6 separate regions of the Mus musculus genome follow, and all the other regions are linked to region 2. A link is a contact called in public HiChIP or PLAC-seq and promoter capture Hi-C data. All regions are on one chromosome and are shown on one strand. The core of a region is the stretch at or near the end of the contact, and the rest is flanking DNA. Distances in the headings are between cores, read along the strand shown. Region 1 holds the start of Icam4 (intercellular adhesion molecule 4, Landsteiner-Wiener blood group). Region 2 holds the start of Smarca4 (SWI/SNF related, matrix associated, actin dependent regulator of chromatin, subfamily a, member 4). Region 3 holds the start of Fdx2 (ferredoxin 2). Region 4 holds the start of Zfp809 (zinc finger protein 809). Region 5 holds the start of Raver1 (ribonucleoprotein, PTB-binding 1). Region 6 holds the start of Acp5 (acid phosphatase 5, tartrate resistant).

Region 1 (3,314 bases), core at 567-3,066, 590 kb after region 2:
TCACGCTGGACCAAAAGATCAACTGGGGACACTTTGACCCCAGCTTTGACATCCCTCTCTACATACATACCAGACTCGGAGACAACAAGCACAACGCCAGGAAGCAAGTCTGTGACAGCTCACGTGGCCTGAACAATCATCTCTTAACTTGTTGCTATGCTAGATTTCCTATCTAGTTAGCCGCTTCCTCTACTACTTGAAGAAGGCCCCGCCTACTCGAGTGTTTCTACCTCCCCCCCCCCCCCCAATTAATGATAACCTTGGGGAATCAGGTCTAGCTCCACCCGCTGGCCTTCTCTAGTAACGCACAGGCTCCGTAGTGGAAAAGGAGGGAGGAGAAGGGAAACTTAGCCTCCAATCAGAGCTCCGGCCTGTATCAGCGGAGCCAATCAGAAAAAGCCATACCAAGAGTCAGCCCTGGAGGGGAGGTCAGTTTAGTCTTTCTGCCCCGCACAAATAAAGCTAACAAAACTCTACGCAGAGGAACTCGGGTTCTAGGACCCCATGCTGGCCTTGAAGGAGAAATTTCAAGGTGTTGTTTCCTCCAGTACTACCTCTAATCTACTAATCTTCAGCCCCTACGTAAGGAATTTGGAAAAAGTAAGGTACCTTAAAAAAGAAACCACTTTCTCCAAGAACCGTAAGGCAGAGACTGAGGAGGAAGACTTTATTGTTTCAATAAGAGTCTCTGAATTAATTACTCTGAAGTTCTTTTCCCCTCCCTCTTGTCAGGCATCGAAAACAGATCTATAACTAAGTCTGCACAGCCAGGTACTTGCGCACGTAGACAGCCCCCACAGCCAGGAGGATCCCCACCAGGGTTGCGATGGAGGTAGAGGCCAAGGCTATAGAGGCTGGGCTTAAAGCTGTGGGCAGGAGTGAAAATCAGGAACTAGGAGGTCTGAGGACCGCCAAGCGTGGAGCCCACGCCTGTTCTGCAGGCCCCCTTGGAGTGGCAACATCCCCTCTCCCGCACCCATTCCCTGGGATTACAGGATGCCTCACCGAGGACTGTCAACATAACAGGTGCCGAGCTGCTGCGCACCACTAGCCCGTCGAGATTGAGGCGCGCATGGCAGGTGAGTGGCTGCCAGAGGTCGTTGAGTCCGGCCCGCATCACGTAGGTCAAAGTGACATTAGCCAAATCTGAACCGGTGAAGCGCTCCAGGCTTTCATGATAAATCACTCGGCCACCTCTTCTCAGGCTCACCACCAAGAATCCCACTGGGAACACGTGTGTCACATAGCATCGCAGAGTGTACTTGTGGCCCACTAGGACCGGAGGCTCCAAGATCACGCTTCTGGGCCGTTCTAAGGCAAGAGAGATAAGGCCCACAGGCACCCCTTAAAGCAATTACCATCTATCCGCTTCCTCCACCCCTCTCCCCTCACCCCAGCCCGGCCTGAGCCCCGGTCTCCCTCACTGTAAGCAGTGATCCTGGCGGTGGCCTCTCGGGTTTCTCCTGCGCAAGTGACGACGCAGCGCACCTTGGAATTCCAGGCCCTCACATCCAGTAGCTGGTAAGATACCCAGCCGGATCCATTAACTATCTTTCCCTGCCGCAGTTGGGTGCGCAGGCTGGAATGCACCGGCAGGGGGCAGTTGTGGCTGCAGTTAAGCCACGCTGAGCCCCCGGGAGGCACGGCCTCTAGCTCTGGATTAAGACGCACCCAGAAAGGTGCTGAGGTCACGGAAGGCGCGGGAGGACTTTGCATCCACTCTTGCTGGGGGCTCCCACCCCTCGGATAGGCAGCCACCAGCAAAAGCGACGGGAGCAGAAGGGCAGACTCCATGGCACAAAGCCCGCGCTGAAGTGCGGGCGGAACGCCAGGGAGTTTAGGCTGGCCGCAGGAGATAAGAAGGCACCCTGGCCACGCCCCAGAATGGGCCTCGGCCGGCCCTGATGAAGATACCTGCCTCCCCTCCCATCAGACCCTACAATCAACCAAAAGCCATTGCACAGTTCTGGACCTGCTCTTTAGTTTTTACGTAAGCCCCAAGAAGTCTTTAAAAATTAAAAAATAAAATAACGCTTGGTGATGGCACATGCCTTTGATCCCAGCACTCCCAGGGAGGCAGATCTCTGTAAGTTCAAGGCCATCCTGATCTACACTGGGAAACCCTGTCTATCTAACGTAGATTTTACTAGACATGGCAGTGGCTTTGTCATTTAGTCCTAGCATTCAGGAGACAGGTTGGCCCATCTTTGTGAAGTCAAGGCCAGCCCATTCCACATAGCAGATTTCAGGACATCCATGGCCACAAAGAGAACCTGTCTCAAAAAAGAAAGGGGGTGGGGGTGGGGACCAACCTGATCCACAGACTCAGAGTTAGGGTTAGGTTACCAGACAACCCTGAGGCATTATGGGAGTCGGCAGTCCTTAGGGCTTTGCCTAACTGATGTGATGACTGTACACAAACTCACAAGACACTCAGGCCGACATAAAACTTTATTGATTCAAAGGAAAGGTTTCTGTGCTGGGAGGGGTGCTTACCCTCCCACAGCAGCTTGCACGACCCTTCTAAGGAGTTGGAACATTTCCTTCCAGGCTTTCTCTTTGAGGTGGAGCCGCCTGGGACCATGATTTCATGAGCATGAGGCTCGATTGTTCAGCTGCTAAGGCATGGTGGCTGACATTGGGAACAAAAGTAGGTGGGGAGGTGCTGGGACGCTCCAGGATGTGGAGGAGCAGAGAACCACTGCCAGTCCACATAGTGTTTATGTGACTGGTGAAAAAAGTCGACCCTTATGAGAAAAGCATCCTGACCAGTAGAGAAACCCTCGACCCATGTGATCTTTCCCCAGACTCTCACAGCATCTGCAGCAGGGTCCAGGCCATAACTTATACATTCACCTCCTCACTGATCTACTATATACAGGGTACTCAATAAATAGCTGGTAAAACTCTAAATTAATAAATACATCAAGAAGAGTTGGGGACAATGTCTCAGCTTTCCTGTGTCGGGGGGAAGTGTGGTCTTCTTGCTTGTGTCTACTGGATATCATGTCTTCCTTAGGCAGGAGCCCCTCAGCAGGGGCAATAGAGAATGAAGTCAGCGTTTCTTGGCTGAAGGTCCACCGGGCTGTAGGTGGGTCCGGGTCACACGTGTTCACAGTCTTGCTCCATCCACCGAGTCCTCTTAGCTCTGAGGCTACAAGTGTGCATCCCCCAGGCCACCATCCTGTTCTGTGACAGCCAGAGGAAGTGGCTGAGGGTAAATGCTGTCTACCATTCTGTTCAAAAGCAGCAGCAGCTGTTGCCCTGCAGGGGGTCCAGGCAGGAGTCTCATCCAGCAGGCTCAGGGAGGTGGG
Region 2 (3,706 bases), core at 231-2,730:
AAACCCAAAACTTCTTAATGAATTAATACACATGCAGGCCAAGGAGAAACGTCCCCATATTTACTGCCCATTCCCCTACCAGACATGTAACACAAAGTAAAAGATTCAACTATCTGCTGGACCAGTCAAGAACAAAGAACAGGGCAGGAAGCCTGGCTGAACATCATCCCAGCACTTGGGAGGTGGAGGCAGCAAAGTGAGGATGAAGCCAGCCTGGTCTACATGAGGAGCTGGATGTCAGCCTAGGTTATAAGAGTCTGTCTTCAAAATCAGAATAATGATGATGTAGGAACGATTTGCCTAGTTCTTCCCAATCCTAACAGCGAAAGTAATTCCCTTGTACAAAGGAGGAAACCAAGAGGTTTGGCGAGATTAGCGATTTCGCCTAAGGCCACACAGCAAGCTGACAGCAGCCGGCGCTGGGCATCAAACTCAAAGGCTGTCTGTCAGTTCAAACAAAAACTTGTTTCTAGTTCCTGAGGAGTCACTGGAGGTAAAAGGGATCAAGTAGATGTCTTCGGACCCGCACAAAACACTTGCCTTCGGTGTTTTAAAATAAAAAACCCTATCTTAAAAACTGGGAAGGGCCAAGGGACTCAAAAGAAAAACAATGCCGCCGAGAGCAAACGTCCCCAGGCATCTTTCACTTTTTAGGCAAACATTTTGAAGCCATGGAAGAAATTCTTTATTTTTCCTTCAAAATCTGCAATAATGAAATTTATCAAAAAAAAAAATAATAAACATGAAGAAAGTAAGGTCTGGAGACCGAAGAGGGCTCATGACTGTGTCCAAGCTACACTGGGCATCAATAACTGAGGTAAAAATGTTGCTCCCGACGCCCGACCACAGGGCATTGGGATCCCACCCGTTACAAACGAGGCCAGAAAAGCCCACGACACCTAGCCACTGTTCAAAGTTGGGGTCCACAGAAATTAAAGTGGGGGATCTGGATCTCTGAAACGCCAAAGGGAAGAAGCTTTGTCCAAGACCCTACGAGAACGCGCGCGCGGCCTTCACGCGGCCCAGAGCCACCCGCCTCGCCGGCCACAGTCAGGAAGCCGCCGCGGTCTCGCTGCACTGCGGCCTGAGACGCGCGCGCAGGGCTTCTTGACCCTCAGGCGCCGCCGTACCGCGACCCCGCTTTGGTCGCCCAGCTGCCCCCTCCCCCTCCCGGCGCCTCCGCTTCATTCAAACCGTCTTGCCCAAGCCCCGGGAGCCTGGTTCCGCCCGGGAGCCTCCATTCCTTACCTGGAGGTAACGGCGCCGTAACCTTCCTGGCGCCGCCCCCAACCCTCCACGAGGGGTCGGGGACAGAGTGGGCGTCTCGCTTCTCCTCAGGAAACAAAGAAGCCGTCTCCGCCGCTGCCAAGCGAGTGGGAAAGCCTCGCGCGCGCGCCCGCTGGGCTTCGCCAGGCCACCCCCCCCCACCGCACGCGCCCGCCGCGCGCCCCCGCCTCCCTGTCTACCCGCTCCACTTGCCCTGCTTCCGCTGCCCGGCCGGCCTCGTGCGCGCGCCAGCCCACCCTTCCGCTCTCTGCGCGCATGCTCAGCCATTCGCTGTGCGCACGCGTACTAGTCCTTTGAGGGCGCGAGGAGGTGGGCGGGCCCAGAGGCTGCACAAGATCCTGGTGCACCGCCCCTGTGGGGGGCTCGGGGCGGCTCTGCGCAAGCGCACATCTACCTCCCAGGCACGAAACTGGGCCTCAAGCCGGGAGGCATGCGCAGTGGGGGTAGCACTGCGGCGACGCTTAAAGGTTGGGGGAGGGGGTGGGTGGTCCAGATGGGAGATAGTAAGGATGAAATTAAAGTCCTCAGGCTCGGAGCAGTTGGAGCACCCAGGGAGGAAAGAGAAGCGGAGAGATGGCCAAGCTATCCCAGGACCGGCAGAGCCCACGCGGTGCTAAGTGCAGGCCCGGGAAACGCTTTGATCCTGGTTCTGGCGCTGCCCTGCCTGCTCTGCAAGACTCTGCCCTGGCCACATTTCCTGCAGAACCTGCTGAGGCCCAGTAATTAGCTTTACAAATATTTATTGAGCTGCTATCGGCTACTTGCTGCCCTCTATTACAGTCTGTGGGGAGGCAACCGAATGAATAAGTAAAATACAGAGTGTGAGGTAGAAACAGCCATATTCACAATTTAACTTCTGATTTCCAAGAAAGCCATTAGCCTTGGAGCATAGAACTCTGTCCAAATCTGTAGATTCATGCCTCTGGTTGAGTTTTTAAAATATTTGGTAGTGTTCGGGAGGCAGAGGCAGGTGGATCTCTTGAGTTTGTTACCAAGGTGTTACTTGTTTTTGTTGTGTGTCTTTATGGTTTGTTTGTTTGTTTGTTTGTTTGTTTTTATTTTTTTGGTTTTTCGAGACAGGGTTTCTCTGTGTAGCCCTGGCTGTCCTGGAACTCACTCTGTAGACCAGACTGGCCTCGAACTCAAGAAATCCGCCTGCCTCTGCCTCCCGAGTGCTGGGATTAAAGGCGTGCGCCACCACGCCCGGCTGTCTTTAGTTTTTTAAGACGGGTTTTCTTTGTGTAGCCGTGGCTGTCCTGGCACTTGCTCTAGACTAAGCTGGCCTCGAACTCAGACATCTTCCTTCCTGAGTGCTGCATGCATGTACCAATCCAGCTTGGTCTTTTACATAGTGAGGTTCCAGGGCAGCCATGGATACAAAGTGAGACCTTCTCTAAGTAAACAAACAAAAGGGTGTTTTCTGCCACAAAGAACAAAAAAGAATGTTTCAGGCCATTAAATCACTGGCCTGCTACTGCCTCTTAAACGCTAGGGTTACAGACCCAAGATACCAAGACTGGCAAACTATCATGGTATTTTCGCTTGGTTGTTTTGTTTTGTTTTTGTTTTTCGAGGACAGAGTTTCTTTGTGTAGCTCTGGCTGACCTGGAACTGGATCCTGAGACCAGGGTGACCTCGAACTGACATCTACCTGCCTCTGCTTCCCCACCACCACCCCCCACCCCACCCCACCCCCAACACACACAGCTCAGTTCTGGTTTTCAGGTTTATTTTCAGCCGGAGTTTAGTGGCATTTGTCCTTAATCTCACCAAGCTGATCTTTGTTTGTGGCCAACTTTATCCACATAGTGAGTTCCAGGCCTGCCAAGGTTACATAATGAGATTTTCTCAAAAAAATAAATTTTCTCAAAAAAATAAATTTTGGTGACTGGATAGGTGGCTCAGCAGTTAAGAGCACTTGCCCTTGCAGAGGACCTCCATTCCGTTCCCAACACTTCTCGGGGGCCAGAACTGCTTCCAACTCAGGAGCTTCGCCTGAGTACTAGGAATACTAGAATATTCTCTCTCTCTCTCTCTCTCTCTCTCTCTCTCTCTCTCTCTCTCTCTCTCTCTCCCCTCTCTCTGTCTCCAGAGTGCCATAATTAAAGGCATGTGCTACCAGTACCAGCCATACTAGATTTTTAATTTTTTTAATATATTTTTAAATTGTTTTCTTTTTTTTTTTTCTTTTTTGAGACAGGGTTTCCCTGTGCAGTCCTGGCTGTCCTGGAACTCACTCTGTAGACCAAGCTGGCCTCAACTCGGAAAGCCACCTGCCTCTGCCTCCCAAGTGCTGGGATTAAAGGCACACGCCACCACTGCCCTGCTGTTTTTGTTTTTCAAGACAGGGTTTCTATGTGTAGCCCTTCAGTAGGCTGGCCTCAAATCTGTAGATTTGCTTGCTGTTGCCTACTGACTG
Region 3 (3,201 bases), core at 39-2,538, 540 kb after region 2:
GCAGGTTCCAACAGCTTAACCCTATTCTCTTCCCAGTCATCTGCTGCAGGTATAGCTGTCTCATGCCCCTGCCTGCCTATTCTGGCCAGTACCCTAAGCCCCAAGATCTCCAGCCCCTGCCCCAGTATCCTTGCCTTCTGATGCCTTAAAGTTGGGCCACAGGTCCTGCTGGGTCAGAGCCTCACAGATGCGGAGCTCCAAAAGCTCCGCTCAGGACCAAAGAGCTCTGGCCTAGGGTTCATCCTTTCTCCAGGTGTCTGCCCTGTGGACAGAAGGCTAAAGCCTTGATCTTGGCAAACCACCCCTTTTGCCCAAAGCCTGGATGCAGAGACCAGTATTTTCTGCTGGCTTCAACAGTCTCCCCTGCTGTCTGTGAAAGGTGACCATTGTACCCAGGCCACTGGGCCTCTACCATGTTCTTTCAAACCCAGGTCATTACCATCCCCAGGCTGGATCACTGGAGCAGGCCTCCTCTCTGTCCATGTGAGGGGGACCTAGGGGCTCTGCCCTTAGCCAGCTGAGCCACCACCAGCCTCCCTCCCCAAACATGATAACCCAAACCCACTCCAGTGGGTGTATCTCACCCCCTCACCCCACCCCCACCCCCTGCATAGACCTTTGCTGAATTAAAGTTTGTAAGTAAACGGTTTTAAAAAAAAAATCAGAGCTGGCTGGTTCTTGATATAAACCATGGGCCAGCAAACTAGCTCAGAATTCTGGTAACACAGACAGCCTGAGTTTTATCCCTCTGCCCCAAATGGTGGAAGGAGAGAACTGACTCCCGCAGATTGACCACTGACCTACACACATGTCACGGATGGGCTCATACACACAATCCCTAAAAATTTAAGTTGGGCTTGGAGGCCAGCCTGGTCTATATGAATTGCTTAGAGACTTAAGAATTTCTCAGTCTATAGAGATTCTGTCTCAAACAAAATTTAAATACTGGTTGCACATAACCGGTAATTCCAGCAAAGGAATTCGGAGATCAAGGCCAGACTAGGGGATCCTGTCTAAAAATTAGAGAACTCAGAGGTTGGTCCCAATTGCCGAACGTAGTTTTAGTTCCCAGCCCCACACTACCCATCAACTCTTCTGGGCTCCATAGGCACCCACTTGGTGCACATACGTACATATAAGCAGAACACATACAGTACGACCTAAGGGAAGAAATATCCAACCACAGGGCGAGGCCGGAAGTCCAGCTAGATCCCAGTGCATCACCTTTGACCTCACACGGCGCCCAAACGCTGCGTTTACTGTCGCTGAGGACGCGCAGAGCATGCTAGGTCTTCCGGTCACGTGGCCTATCATGGCCGCCTCCATGGCCCGGGGCGTGAGCGCCCGGGTCCTGTTACGGGCGGCCGGGGGATCTTGGGGACCCAGGGCCGGGCACGCGGCGGTAACATCTAGGACGTTCGGGACTACAGGTACATAGGGCTGGGCCGAGCCGCGGCGTGCAGCGAGGCCGCAGCCGCTCACCCACTCGTGTGTTTCCAGGCGAGCGGCGTGCTGGCGAGGAGGCGGCGGACAGCCCGGAGCTGCCCCGGGACGTGTGAGTGCCCCTCGTGCCACGCCCTGCCCCTCCCTGCCACTCCCTGCCTCCGGCTCAGCACCTGCACCCTGTTTGTCCCCAGGGTCAACGTGGTGTTCGTGGACCGCTCTGGCAAGCGGATCCCGGTGAGGGGCAAAGTCGGGGACAATGTTCTATACCTGGCCCAGCGCCACGGGGTGGACCTGGAAGGTAGGTCATATGAAACTAGGGAGATCCTTGGCATTCTTATACCTTTTTGTAATTTTGAGAGGTTTCCTATAGCTCAGGCTCGCCTCGAACTTACTATGTATCAGAGGATGACTTTGAACTGCTGACCCTCCTGGGACCTGGTGTGCACTACCACAATCCAATACTTTTGTTTAGGTGGTGTATGGGTGGGTCCGATCTCACTCTGTGAATCAGGCTGTCCAGGAACTTAAGTATGTAATCCCGGCTAGCCTCCAACTCATTGCAGTGAACCTACTGCCTCCACTTCCTGAGTCCTGAGACTACAGGCATGTGCTGCCTACCATATCACCAAATAGGTGGGATGGGAAGAACTGAGATGGAGTCCATGTTATTCAGGCTGTTCTGAAATCAGCTATATAACCAGGCTAGGCTCAAACTCACAATAGTGATGCCCCTGCCTCCACCTCTTTAGTGCCAAAATGGTTAAGACAGAGTCTCTGACTTACCCTTAAACCTGCTGGCTGATCATACTGCCTTAGCTTTCTCAGTTCTGAGAATACAGGTTGTCTCTACTGTTTTACCACCTTTGCGCTAACGCCAGTAAGATGGCAATAATGAAACTGGAAAGGTCGCCAGTGCTGAAGACTGCAGACGGCTTGTGAGAAGACCTGTGTTCTCTTCCTACCACCAGCTCTGTGCCAGGCAATTCACAGCCTTCTGTACCAGTAGTGCCGGGCACACTACCTCACCTCCATGGCACCTACTCACATGCACAACCCACACAGAGACACATGGAAACACTTAAAAATCTTTCTTTAAATTAACACTAAAATAAAACTAGGTTTTGGAGCAGCCCTTACTGAGCTGCTAGAATCTGTGCTCTCTTGGAAATTGTGGATTCTCCATGTTGACCCCCCATTCTCTAGTGCTGCCGCTGACTACCTTTTGGGGAGAGGTGGAACTGAAGCGGGATCACAGATGCACAGTGCTGTCCCTCACCACTCTCTTGCTGTTTTTCAGGCATCACAGCTCAGTCCTGTCCTAGCACCTCTGTGCTTATAATGTGAGAGGTGATTTCCCAGCAGATGACTTGGCTCCTCATTCTTCAGACTTGACAGCCTGGCATCCTTTCACCCAGCTTAAGCCTCCCGTGCCCATGTCTGTCTGTATTTAGTGGCCTCATAGAGCCTGGCTTTCATTTGCTTTCTGACATTTCTCCCACAGCCTCTTTCACACCTTGGCCTCCCAAGGCCCTCCATGTAAGCAGGTCTGAGATCAGTGTATGTTGAGTGCTAATTCCTTGGGACAGCTTTAGGAGTAAAGGGGGCAGTAGTTCCACCTTGCAGAGCAGGGAGCTGTACACCATATTATGGTAGGCAGGGTCCAGAAGCAAGAGTCACATGGCAAAACATGATTCAGACATGGGGCATTTCGTCCTCTCATGCCTCCCTTGAGTATCACCCTTGAGTGTTTTCTGT
Region 4 (3,234 bases), core at 139-2,638, 610 kb before region 2:
TAGGAACTGCTTCTGACGATCTTGGCTGACTCTTTGACCATCTGGCAGCCCGGCGCCTCCTGCTTGCCCCCCTTTCTATAGAGAGCATAGTTAAAAGCTGAAACATTAACCAGATGCATTGTCGACTCTGATAAGCCCCCGGCTTTAGAATTCTTATACGCCCCGGTACTACTCTGCTCACTACCGCGCCAATTCTTCCTAGACCCTACCCTATCAAAACCCTGAGTTTTTGAGTCTCAGGGTCGATTCCTCTGTCTCCTGAGTGAGATACGTATTGATTGACCCGGAGCTCGGCCATTAAAGCTGCCTCAAGAAGGTCTCTCATGTTTCTTTGGGTGACCCCGCGACCTGAGACTTGAGTGGGGGGCTCCTTCTTGGGGTCCTACAAGATGGCTCAGCGATTAAGAGCACTGACTGCTCTTCCAAAGGTCCCGAGTTCAAATCCCAGCAACCACATGGTGGCTCACAACCATCCGTAACGAGGTCTGACGCCCTCTTCTGGTGTGTCTGAAGATAACTACAGTGTACTTACATATAATAAATAAATAAATAAATCTTAAAAAAAAAAAAAAAAAAAAAAGAGCAACTCAGGGCCTGAAGAGATCTCACAGTCATACTGCTTCCCCCTTGCCTTCTGCTCCTCGGTACCACGTCACAGTCTGCACCACACACATCCAATGCGTGGCTATTCCTGTACCTCAGCAATTTTAAGATTAAGTCTATCAGATACTTTAAAACTACTGTTTAGGACAAGGAACTGAATTTTTATCTTCCCCACTTCCTCCAATTAATGCGCAAAAATATTTAATCCTCGGGGATCCTTTCAGACCCACTAGTCTCTCATCCATCCTAAGGATGGGTTCTATCAACATCTCCCAAGTCTATAAAGTTCCTGATTGGTGACAGCCAGGACACTGACAGGCCTATCCCAGAGTGACAGACAGATGGAGAGTCACCCCTACTAGACCCAGCTCCCTGCACCCAGCTTCCGAGAGTTTCCAGACAGGGCGCAGAGTTCCCCATCCCAACCTTGCAGGTAAACGGAAGCCCAGAGTTCCTAGTGTGACACCGGCGCTGAAGCGACCCAGCGGTCAGGCATTCCTGTCTCTTGCCTGTGGGTGGCAGAGCTGTGCAGGGCGTTGCAGCCAGCTCGAGTCCCCACGCATGGTCGGGGCGCGATAGGACGCTCCGGGGTGCCCTGAGCCCGCCCAGCCCCCATCCCACAGCCATCCACACCGGCTCCACAGGGACGCCGCGCCGAGCTCACCATGATGGGACTGGGAGCGTCCTGTGACTCGGTCTCCGCCACCAGCACAACTTCCCGCAACGGACGCCTGGGGACCACAGGACCCAAGATGGCAGGCTCAGACCTCCTCTGAACTTTCTAAATCCACCCCACTTCCTCATTTCAGAGCGGTCCTGTCACAGGGCCTGAGTGACAGTCAAAGTCACCAATCGATGACGGAAGGCGGGGCGTAGCAAAGGGCATAAGGCTGTCTGATCATACGGAAAGTCTTAGCGGACAGAAAAACGGTATCACAATAATTTATTTTAATTCCCGTGAAGTTTTCTTACTGTGATGTGATGTATGTGTCTCTGTGTGTGTCTCTGTGTTTCTCTGTGTGTGTGTGTGGCGCGGGGGGTGGGTGGGGGGTGCTGACCTGTGGATAAATGATAAGATTAAGCAACTCTGACCCAACCCAGACCGACTCTGACAAAACACATACCAGAAAAAAAAAAAAAAAAAAAAAAAAAAAAAAAGTGCTGGCTGAAGGCTACCTGGGCCCTCTGGGGAACGAAGGTACTCTCCAAGGATGACCCGATATCACCCAGCCAACCAGACAAAAGGTCTAGCCATCCATCACCAAGTGCCTAGAAGCTGTTACTGTAATCTGCCCTCTAAAAAAAAAAAAAAATGTATACGGTGCTTGTAAGCTAGAACCGGGATCGCCCCCTGTCTCTTGCTTGAGAGACTGCTGAAGATCGATCCCTGCGCACCAGAAAAAATAAACATAGATCTTGTCTCACTTGGGGTCTTCCAGCAGGTAAAGCCCCTCTGGGGCTTTACATGAGAAGCATTTTTTTTTTTTTTTTTTTGGTTTTTTTCGAGACAGGGTTTCTCTGTGTAGCCCTGACTGTCCTGGAATTCACTTTGTAGACCAGGCTGACTTGGAACTCAGAAATCCACCTGCCTCTGCCTCCTGAGTGCTGGGATTAAAGGCATGAGCCGCCACGCCCCGCTGAGAAGCAATTTTTTTCTTTTCTTTTTTTCTTTTCTTTTCTTTTTTTTTTTTTAAGATTTATTTATTATTATATCTAAGTACATTGTAGTTGTCTTTAGATGCACCAGAAGAGGGCGTCAGATCTCATTAAGAATGGTTGTGAGCCACCATGTGGTTGCTGGGGTTTGACCTCAGGACCTTTTGGAAGAACAGTCAGTGCTCTTAACCACTGAGCCATCTCTCCAGCCCGAGAAGCAATTTTTAACACAAAATTTAAAACAGTACTGCAAAACTTTTTTATTAAAACCACGGCTAATGCTCAGAGTAATGAGTTGCATTATGGCCCTTTCATGCAGATGTGTAATTATACTGTTTTCATTCATTCTGTATTAACATTCAGAGTATAATAACCAAATAGAAGACCAACAACATTTTAAATCTGTCATGTTGTAATATCCCAAATTAACGTGTAAGCCCCACCTGCCTGGGGACCAGGTACCTTCCTGGAATGCTGTAAGCTGTAGTTCCTGGAAAATAAGGAAACCCCATGGCAAAGAAAGTAGAGGGTAGCCTATGGGTTTTGTCTTTACAAACTCCTATAGCACGTGACCCTGGCCTATAGCACGTGACCCGGGCCCACTTTCAGCTGGGAAATTACAGGAAATAAGTGGTTCTAACCAAAGTCCATCTCTTGGTCAATATTTAATAAAGTTTACTTCAAATTTGGCTCAAAATGGTGGAGTTTGGGTTTTTTTCTGGTGAATCTCAGCATTAGTAATGTAGGAAAATTTAAAGGCTTGTATAATGTGCCCCACATATGCGTATTACCTCCATTCCATTGGGTATTTGTAGGCTATGATACTGTGCTTACACATGTTTTAATGAAATGAACTGACTAACATTGCCCATTTTGTCCAGATGTATCCATTTAAGAGCACAGCAAAGCGAGGAATTGTGGCTTGAGTTTGTTGATACTCACAAGGAAAAACCTTTCCTAAACAGAAGCTGATGG
Region 5 (3,416 bases), core at 185-2,684, 520 kb after region 2:
CCAGGGTAAGTTGTCCTGAGACAGGGGAAGACCAAGGTCCAGACTGAGAGGAGGATTGGGCCGTATCAAGTTCCAGATCAATAAAACCTTCAAGGGCTGGAGAGATGGCTCAGTGGTTAAGAGCACTGACTGCTCTTCCAGAGGTCCTGAGTTCAATTCCCAGCAACCACATGGTGGCTCCCAACCATCTGTAATGAGATCCGATGCCGTCTTCTGGTGTGTCTGAAGAGAGTGACACACATTAAATGTACTCACATTAAAAAATATAAAAATAAATCTTTAAAATAAAACTTTCAGCATGATAGTGCACACCTTTAATCCCAGCTCTCTGGAGGCAGAGGCAGGTGGATCTCTGTGAGTTCAAGGCCAGCCTAGTCTACAGAGTAAGTTATTCCAGGACAGCCACAGAGAAACCCTGTCATGAAAGACAAACACACACACACATTAGCACTTGCCCATAGACTCCTGAAAGTAGTTTTCTGGTGCTAGAGAGATCCATGTCTGTCATTATAAACTGCTGATCTTTTCTTCCTTGTGTCTTTTGCCAGTTCCTTCCCCAGCTCCTGTTTAACTTTTTGCTTCCTGTGCTGTCTATCTCTACTACCCCTACCAAGTCTGCTGGAAATGAAACTCAGGGGTTGCCATGCTTAGCAGTTAGTCCTTTTTTTCTTTGTTTTTTGAAACCCTGACTTACTATGTAGACCAGGCTGCTTAGGCCTTCAGAGTGCTGAAAATAATGCCAGCATTTGTCGTTGTTATTTGGTTGTTTGTTTTTCTTTTTTGAATCAGGTTTATCTCAAACTTGAGTTGTATAGTAGGGAATGACTTTGAACTTCAAGTCCTGCAGCTTCCATTTTGGTTTTTCGAGACAGGATGTCTCTGTGTAGCCCTGGCTGTCCTGGAACTCACTCTGTAGACCAGGCTGGCCTCGAACTCAGAAATCCACCTACTTCTGCCTCCCAAGTGCTGGGATTTAAGGCGTGCGCCATCACTGCCTGGCAGCTTCCATTTCTAAAGTGCTGGAATTGCATGCGTACATCAGTACACCTAATTTTTGTCTGTCGTTTCATTTTCTCTTTTGAGACAGGATCCTCATGAATTTGATTTCCGTTGTAACTGTGGATGACATCATAAGATCTGCCTTCCCCTCTAAAGGGCTTAGATTACAGGTGTGTGCACCTGACCAACTCTTAAGGCGGTGTTAGGGATTCACGCCTGCCTATTCTCAATCCTGCCTTGTAAGGCGGCTCCATGTTGCAGCTCCGCCCTTTTATTCAATGGCCCAGAGTCAGGGGAAGGGGGCAACGCTCGCGGGGCTGGTTCTAGCCAATACGCTGAAAGGGGCCGGGAGAGAGGCGGGGCTTCCACCAACCAATCACTACACGCGACCTCCTTGCCGCTCTATGTCGCTCCGCCCTGAGCTCGCTGGTCCCAGAAGGCGCCGGGTTTCCCAAGATGGCGGCCGACGTGTCCGTTACTCACCGGCCGCCGCTGAGCCCAGAGGCGGAGGCCGAAGCGGAAACTCCCGAGACCGTCGATCGCCGGGCGCCCGAACAAGAGTTGCCGCCGCTCGATCCGGAAGAGATCCGGAAACGCCTGGAACACACTGAGCGCCAGTTCCGTAACCGCCGCAAGATACTGATCCGAGGCCTCCCGGGGGACGTGACCAACCAGGTATGGGGGGTGGGGGTGAGAGCGTGGCGGGAAACACCACGGTGCGCGTGCGCGCGCACGCGGGCGGGGGGGTGGAAACCGGGCGGTACCAACGCTGCTGTGAGTGGGGGCTCTCCCCAGTGTCATATCCTCTCCCAGGGTCGTGAAACATTAAGAACGAAGTGGAAAGGGCATGGTTAGGAAAAAGAAAAAAAAGAAAACACTTTAAAGTGCTGGTCGACGTTGCTAGGGGCGACCATCGGACTTGGGAGAGGCCAAGTGGTTGAAGGTTGCAGGTAGTTGGAAGGGGCAGGCAGCTGTGGCCCTGCTGAAATATGTACGGGAGACTGTGAATAGATTGATTGAAATAGATTCCAACTGACCCATGCATATTCAGAGGGTTGTTTCCCTCCTCTGCCTTCGGGTGACAGGAGCTCAAATCTGGAAGTTTCAGAATTAAGAGCATGGCTTTTCTTATCAAGCATAATCGACACCTTTTAGAGGTAGACCCGGAAGTTGGAGCTGCATCCCTCAATGCCTACTAGAATTGATTTGGGAAAATGAAGTCTCCTTTCGACATGAACATGCCGCGGTGGGGGGCGGGGGTTGTATTCTGTGGCACTTCCCTGTGGCTAATCTTGTCTGCCGGGACTGCCCTTCTATTGGGAACCCATGTAGAGCAGGGTGTGCAATGCTCTTTGGACCCAAGAAAGTGGTATCTCTGTTGCCCTGCCCGGTGGTGGTGGGATAGGCCCTTTCTGATTGCTGCTAAATTGTCTGCTCACTGGCTCACCCTAGTACCCCCTGCTCTATAGGCACATGGCTAGTGAAGCTGCAGAGGTGTTGGGGAACACAATAAAGGACCAGACAAGGAATAGACACTTGTGTGCATGGTGTCCTGCATATCTGGAACTGCCAGCCCTATCTCCTTGGGCTCATACACAGGTCATTTGGTGCAAGGAAGCCAGGCAACTTGCCCTGGAAGCCAGCATTCAAAACAGCAGCCCTGTCAACATGAGGGAGTTTGGGTGGCCCCTGCACCCACACAGTGTAGGGTCAGATAAGTGAGTGGGGTCCCTGGTCAGGTAGCATGCCCCCTGTTGTCATGACAGCCCTGGCCAGGTACCCCTGGGTAGCATGCCCCCTGTTGTCATGATAGTTTGTGTGTTTCACTTCTTACAGCCTCAGCTGTTTTCCTCTTGGAGAAAATGGCTTCATAATTAGCTGTGGACCGGTTTCAACCTTGCACAGGGGAATCAGACAAGTTGGGCAGCCTCCTTGAAGGTGTGCAGTTTGAGTTGTTGGTGTTCCTAGCATGTAATCTGCAGTCTTGCCCTGCACAAGATAGATTGTAGAAGATAGCTGTATGGACAAACAGCTATTCATTTATCTGCTTGAATGGAGGGTCCACCTGTAGGCGGCCTTGCCCAGTGACTCCCCGGCTTCTGCTTGTGTCTCTGCAGGAAGTACATGACCTCCTGAGCGACTACGAACTCAAGTACTGTTTCGTGGACAAATACAAAGGGACAGGTTTGTGGGTCATGGATGGACAGGGCAATTATGACATGACAGTCCCCAGTGGTAACAGGACCTGGCTCAGCATCTGTTCTGAATTGTGGGTCCTGTGTTGTGTCAGAGGAAGCAGATCCTTGTTCTGTCTGTCCGTGTCTTAATTTTTTTGAGGCGGGGACTCACATGAAGCTGAGGTTGGCCTTGAACTCCTAGAGATCCACTTACCTGCTTTTGCTTCTTGAGTACTGTGA
Region 6 (3,645 bases), core at 299-2,798, 520 kb before region 2:
TATTCTTTTCACTTGTGCAGGTGCCTGTGTGAGTCTATATGCACACAAGTGCAGGTGCCTTCGGAGGCCTGCAGAGGCATCAGTTGACCTGGAGCTGAAGTTACAGGCAGTTGTGAGCCTCCCCGCATGTGTCCTGGGAACCAAACCTGGTCCTCTGCAAGAGCAGTGTACAGTTATGAGTGCACTGGGCTATGTGAGAGATAACCACTGGAGCAGTGTACAGTTATGAGTGCACTGGGCATGTGAAAGATAGCAACCCCTGGGATTATGTTCTTTTTCTCAGGAATTCATTTTTTGGGGAAGTGTATTTTTTAGACAGGATCTCACACTTTAGCCCAGGCTGACCCAGTCCTCCCTATTTAGCCCAGTTGTCTCAAACTCACTCCAATCCTCCTGCCATTAACAGACATGATCTACCACACCAGGACTCTTTAAATCTTTATTACATTTATTTACTTACTTATTATTGGTAGGGCAACAACCCGGATGTGGAGGTCAGAGGACAACTTTTGGGAGCCGGTGCTCTCCTTCCGGAAACCTGATGGAACTCAGGCTCTCAAGTCTTGCCAGAAAGTGCCGCTCTGAGCCATCTCGAAGGCCCATCGCCAGACTTTATTCTTTGGGATTCCTTTGTTGTTCTGTTTAGGTTTTGTTTTGGTTTTAGAGACAGGGTTTCTCTGTGTAGCTGTGGATATCCTGGAACTTGCTATATAGATCAGGCCGCCTTTTAACTCAGAGATCTGCTTCCGCCTCTCGAGTGATGGGATTAAAGAAGTGAGTCCCATTCTGGCCCAGCTTTATTTTGTGGAATTCTAAGGACAACCTATTTATTTATGAATGAGACAGTCTCAGGTCTTGAACTTGCTATGGAGCTGAGATTTATCATGAACTCTTGACCCTCTGACCTCCACGGCCCAGGGTTACACTGCGCACCTGGTGTATACCGGCCTGCGTCTGTGACCTAGGGCTTCGTACGTGTTGGCACGCACTCTACCAACTGAGTCACACCCCAGCCTCCCTGCAAACCGGCAAAATTTCTTGTTTGAAATAACAGGAAAGACCTGCAGTGTGCGGAAGAGGATGGCTTTGCTCCGCCCCTCTGGGTCCCTCTCTGCCTAAATTCCTTCTCTCCCGATCAATCTTGAAGGCCTGTTTTACAGGTGGCTGTTATCTGGCACAGATAGCTCAGTCAAATCCCCTCCTCCGCCCCCCCGCGCGCCCCAAACCCACTGCTGGGATGGAACCCGAGCCGCTCTGGGGCCAAGCAAGCCCTCCACCGCTGACCTGCCACCAGCCTGGTATCTTCTCACCCATTTTAAAGACCGGGAGACCGAGCCTGGCTCAGTCCGGGGCTGGACCTCCCCTGCGCGGCCACCAGAGGCTGTGAGCACCCCAAAAGTCGAAGGCAGGTGGTATTGAAATCAGGTCCCGGGTCTCCCTTAACTCCTGGGACTCTGAACCTTGGAGGCGAGGCGCCAGGTAATGGCTGAGGCAGGATTGGGGCGGGGAAACCGAGGCACCCGCCCTCTGCAACTCTGGACTCTGTAGGGCAGGCAGGGAGCCGTGGGCGAAGGCTGGCCCGCGCCGCCTCTTCCCAACTCGTGCAGCCCGGAGCGACCCGCCGCGAATCCGCAGCTCAGTTGGGTAGCACAGCTTGTCCTGGACCCACCGCCAAGGTGAGACTCGCCCGCCAGGCCCTTGCTCTGCCTCCCACGGGGGAGGGGGTCTCTGTCTGTTGGGGCCACCCCACTTCCTTCCTGTTCGCCTCTACTGAGAGGTGCGAGTGGGGAATGCAAGGCAAACTCTTCGCTGGGTGACCTGGGGTGAGTCGCTGACCCTCTCTGAGCCTTTATGCAAAGCACGGAACGAGAGATTCCAGAATCCGAGCTTGCAGGGACCGGAGGGGTTGGTGGTGAGTGTTCAAGGAAGGAGTCTGGAAAGATTGGGCGGCTTGTGAAGTTAAGGAGGGAGGGGAGGAGGTGGGAAGCTGGCCACACCCACCACAGCGCTGGGCTCTGCGGTCGAAACAGCCTGCAGCTGACTGCTGTAGGTGCCAAGGTCAAAAGGCTACAGCCAGCCACGTGGTGTGTGCCTTCTGGAAGTTCCTTAGGCTGGAAACCGGGTGTGGGAAAGGCCATGGAAGAGTGTGGACAGAACTTCCTGGAAAAGGCAGTTATTGCTGCTGTTTATGATGGCGAGGGGGAACTCGGAGACAGTCCCACACTTAGATGACTCCAGATACACAATTTGCACTAGGACTTACAAAACACAGAGGAGACAGGGGGCTGTTACATGGGCGCCACAGAGGAATTATTTAGGCCTGTAATTCCAACACTTGGAAGTGGCTCATCTTTGGCTACCCAGGGAGGAAGTTAGGGATAGCCTGGGCTTCTTGAGACACTGTCTCAAAACAAAAACAAAAAAAAAAAAATAATTGGAGTGTATGTCACAGGCAAGCCACTGAGGTTCCCATGCTAGAGTCGAGACACCCACCCAGAAAAAGTGACAGCGAGTTACAGACAGCCAAGGGTGTGAAAACACAGACGTTCAGCCTAGAACAGCCTCAGTGCAGTGAACAGTCAAACTCGGGACCTACAGATGCCCAGTACACATTACCATCAGACCCTGGCTGACTGTGCTGGCTTCGAGAAACTTTTCACGGCTCAGTCTGGCCTGGGTGCCCCCGCCCCAGCCCCATTTCCAGTTCTGGGGAAGTCCAGTGCTCACATGACCCAAGGGGAGGGCTTCTGGACAATCCTCGGAGAAAATGCATCATCTTTCCCAATGATGCACTTCTGCCCCAGAGAATAAAGACTCGGTGATCACCGCTTTTGGTCCAGGAGCTTAACTGCCTCTTGCAGCCTCTCTGACCACCTGTGCTTCCTCCAGGGTAAGTGTCAGAGGAGCGAGGTGGAAGAGGCCTGTGGGGGCCACCTTCCCAGCTCCTCAGCTCCTTGCAGGCCCAATTGCTACTGGTGTGTCTGTGGAACTGACGGCTGTAGATGGCTAGGGTGTGTGTGTGTGTGTGTGTGTGTGTGTGTGTGTGTCTTAAGACCGGTCTTATGTCTTTATCTCAGACTTTCTGTTTCCATTTTTCAAACTTCCCAATGTAGCTGAGGCTGGCCTTGAACTTCTGGTCCAGTTGCTCCACCTCCATGGTAGTGCCTGAGTTTATAGGCATGCACCGTGAGACCAGGCTCAGCGGGCTAGTCTTTCTTTGCTTGGACCAGGGTCTCGCTCTCTGTCCTCACCAGAGACTCTGAACTCCCTCTCTTCCTCACAGATGGATTCATGGGTGGTGCTGCTGGGCCTACAAATCATATGGCTCCCACTCCTGACCCACGGTACAGCCCCCACTCCCACCCTGAGATTTGTGGCTGTGGGCGACTGGGGAGGGGTCCCCAATGCCCCATTCCACACAGCCCGGGAAATGGCCAATGCCAAAGAGATCGCCAGAACCGTGCAGACGATGGGCGCTGACTTCATCATGTCTCTGGGGGACAATTTCTACTTCACTGGAGTGCACGATGCCAGCGACAAGAGGTTCCAGGTATGTGCTCAACAGCAGGGTCAGAGGTGACAGCGGTGAGGTCACTTCACACTGGGACCTTCCTCTGGGGAGAGCAGAAGGCAGAAGGATGCCTT

Evidence for each region. Promoter capture Hi-C pulls out the DNA fragments that hold promoters and counts their contacts. HiChIP or PLAC-seq counts read pairs in DNA pulled down with a chosen protein or histone mark. Capture Hi-C pulls out chosen DNA fragments and counts their contacts.
Region 1: a contact with region 2 is called in a promoter capture Hi-C map of liver, with 4 times the contacts expected there. The contact joins the promoter of Icam4 here to the promoter of Smarca4 in region 2. A contact is called at or near these places in 4 of 39 promoter capture datasets (the C10 cell line, liver and pre-B cells), 2 of 484 Hi-C or Micro-C datasets (CD4 T cells and uterus) and 1 of 9 other capture datasets (adipose tissue).
Region 3: a contact with region 2 is called in a promoter capture Hi-C map of liver, with 4 times the contacts expected there. The contact joins the promoter of Fdx2 here to the promoter of Smarca4 in region 2. A contact is called at or near these places in 3 of 39 promoter capture datasets (liver and pre-B cells), 1 of 115 datasets of contacts at active chromatin or transcription factors (astrocytes) and 1 of 9 other capture datasets (liver).
Region 4: a contact with region 2 is called in an H3K4me3 HiChIP or PLAC-seq map of embryonic stem cells, with 7 times the contacts expected there. The contact joins the promoter of Zfp809 here to the promoter of Smarca4 in region 2. A contact is called at or near these places in 2 of 115 datasets of contacts at active chromatin or transcription factors (both in embryonic stem cells) and 1 of 9 other capture datasets (adipose tissue).
Region 5: a contact with region 2 is called in a promoter capture Hi-C map of liver, with 2.7 times the contacts expected there. The contact joins the promoter of Raver1 here to the promoter of Smarca4 in region 2. A contact is called at or near these places in 2 of 39 promoter capture datasets (both in liver), 1 of 115 datasets of contacts at active chromatin or transcription factors (astrocytes) and 1 of 9 other capture datasets (liver).
Region 6: an H3K27ac HiChIP or PLAC-seq map of embryonic stem cells shows a contact between it and region 2, with 6 times the contacts expected there. The contact joins the promoter of Acp5 here to the promoter of Smarca4 in region 2. A contact is called at or near these places in 2 of 39 promoter capture datasets (hippocampal neurons and liver), 14 of 484 Hi-C or Micro-C datasets (cardiomyocytes, cerebellar granule neurons, cerebellum and 5 more) and 7 of 115 datasets of contacts at active chromatin or transcription factors (T-cell acute lymphoblastic leukemia, embryonic forebrain, embryonic stem cells and 3 more).

The regions. Positions count from the first base shown.
Region 1 is chr9:21,027,934-21,031,247 of GRCm38.p6, reverse strand. Icam4 (intercellular adhesion molecule 4, Landsteiner-Wiener blood group) reads right to left here and starts at 1,816. Exons shown (of 3, transcript NM_023892.3): 1 at 1,425-1,816; 2 at 1,006-1,311; 3 at 652-866. The coding sequence starts at 1,794. The coding sequence ends at 754. Icam1 (intercellular adhesion molecule 1) reads right to left here. Exons shown (of 7, transcript NM_010493.3): 7 at 2,434-3,314. The coding sequence ends at 3,302.
Region 2 is chr9:21,613,943-21,617,648 of GRCm38.p6, reverse strand. It overlaps Smarca4 (SWI/SNF related, matrix associated, actin dependent regulator of chromatin, subfamily a, member 4), which reads right to left and starts at 1,480. Exons shown (of 34, transcript NM_001174078.1): 1 at 1,249-1,480.
Region 3 is chr9:21,071,618-21,074,818 of GRCm38.p6, reverse strand. Fdx2 (ferredoxin 2) reads left to right here and starts at 1,288. Exons shown (of 5, transcript NM_001039824.3): 1 at 1,288-1,430; 2 at 1,501-1,555; 3 at 1,638-1,744. The coding sequence starts at 1,313. It overlaps Raver1 (ribonucleoprotein, PTB-binding 1), which reads left to right. Exons shown (of 13, transcript NM_027911.4): 13 at 1-661. Gm38431 (predicted gene, 38431) reads left to right here. Exons shown (of 17, transcript NR_038081.2): 14 at 1,501-1,555; 15 at 1,638-1,744.
Region 4 is chr9:22,223,866-22,227,099 of GRCm38.p6, reverse strand. It overlaps Zfp809 (zinc finger protein 809), which reads right to left and starts at 1,388. Exons shown (of 5, transcript NM_001164624.1): 1 at 1,268-1,388. The coding sequence starts at 1,270.
Region 5 is chr9:21,090,017-21,093,432 of GRCm38.p6, reverse strand. It overlaps Raver1 (ribonucleoprotein, PTB-binding 1), which reads left to right and starts at 1,434. Exons shown (of 13, transcript NM_027911.4): 1 at 1,434-1,674; 2 at 3,117-3,183. The coding sequence starts at 1,456. Gm38431 (predicted gene, 38431) reads left to right here and starts at 1,425. Exons shown (of 17, transcript NR_038081.2): 1 at 1,425-1,674; 2 at 3,117-3,183.
Region 6 is chr9:22,129,768-22,133,412 of GRCm38.p6, reverse strand. It overlaps Acp5 (acid phosphatase 5, tartrate resistant), which reads left to right and starts at 1,548. Exons shown (of 5, transcript NM_001102404.1): 1 at 1,548-1,676; 2 at 3,284-3,550. The coding sequence starts at 3,284.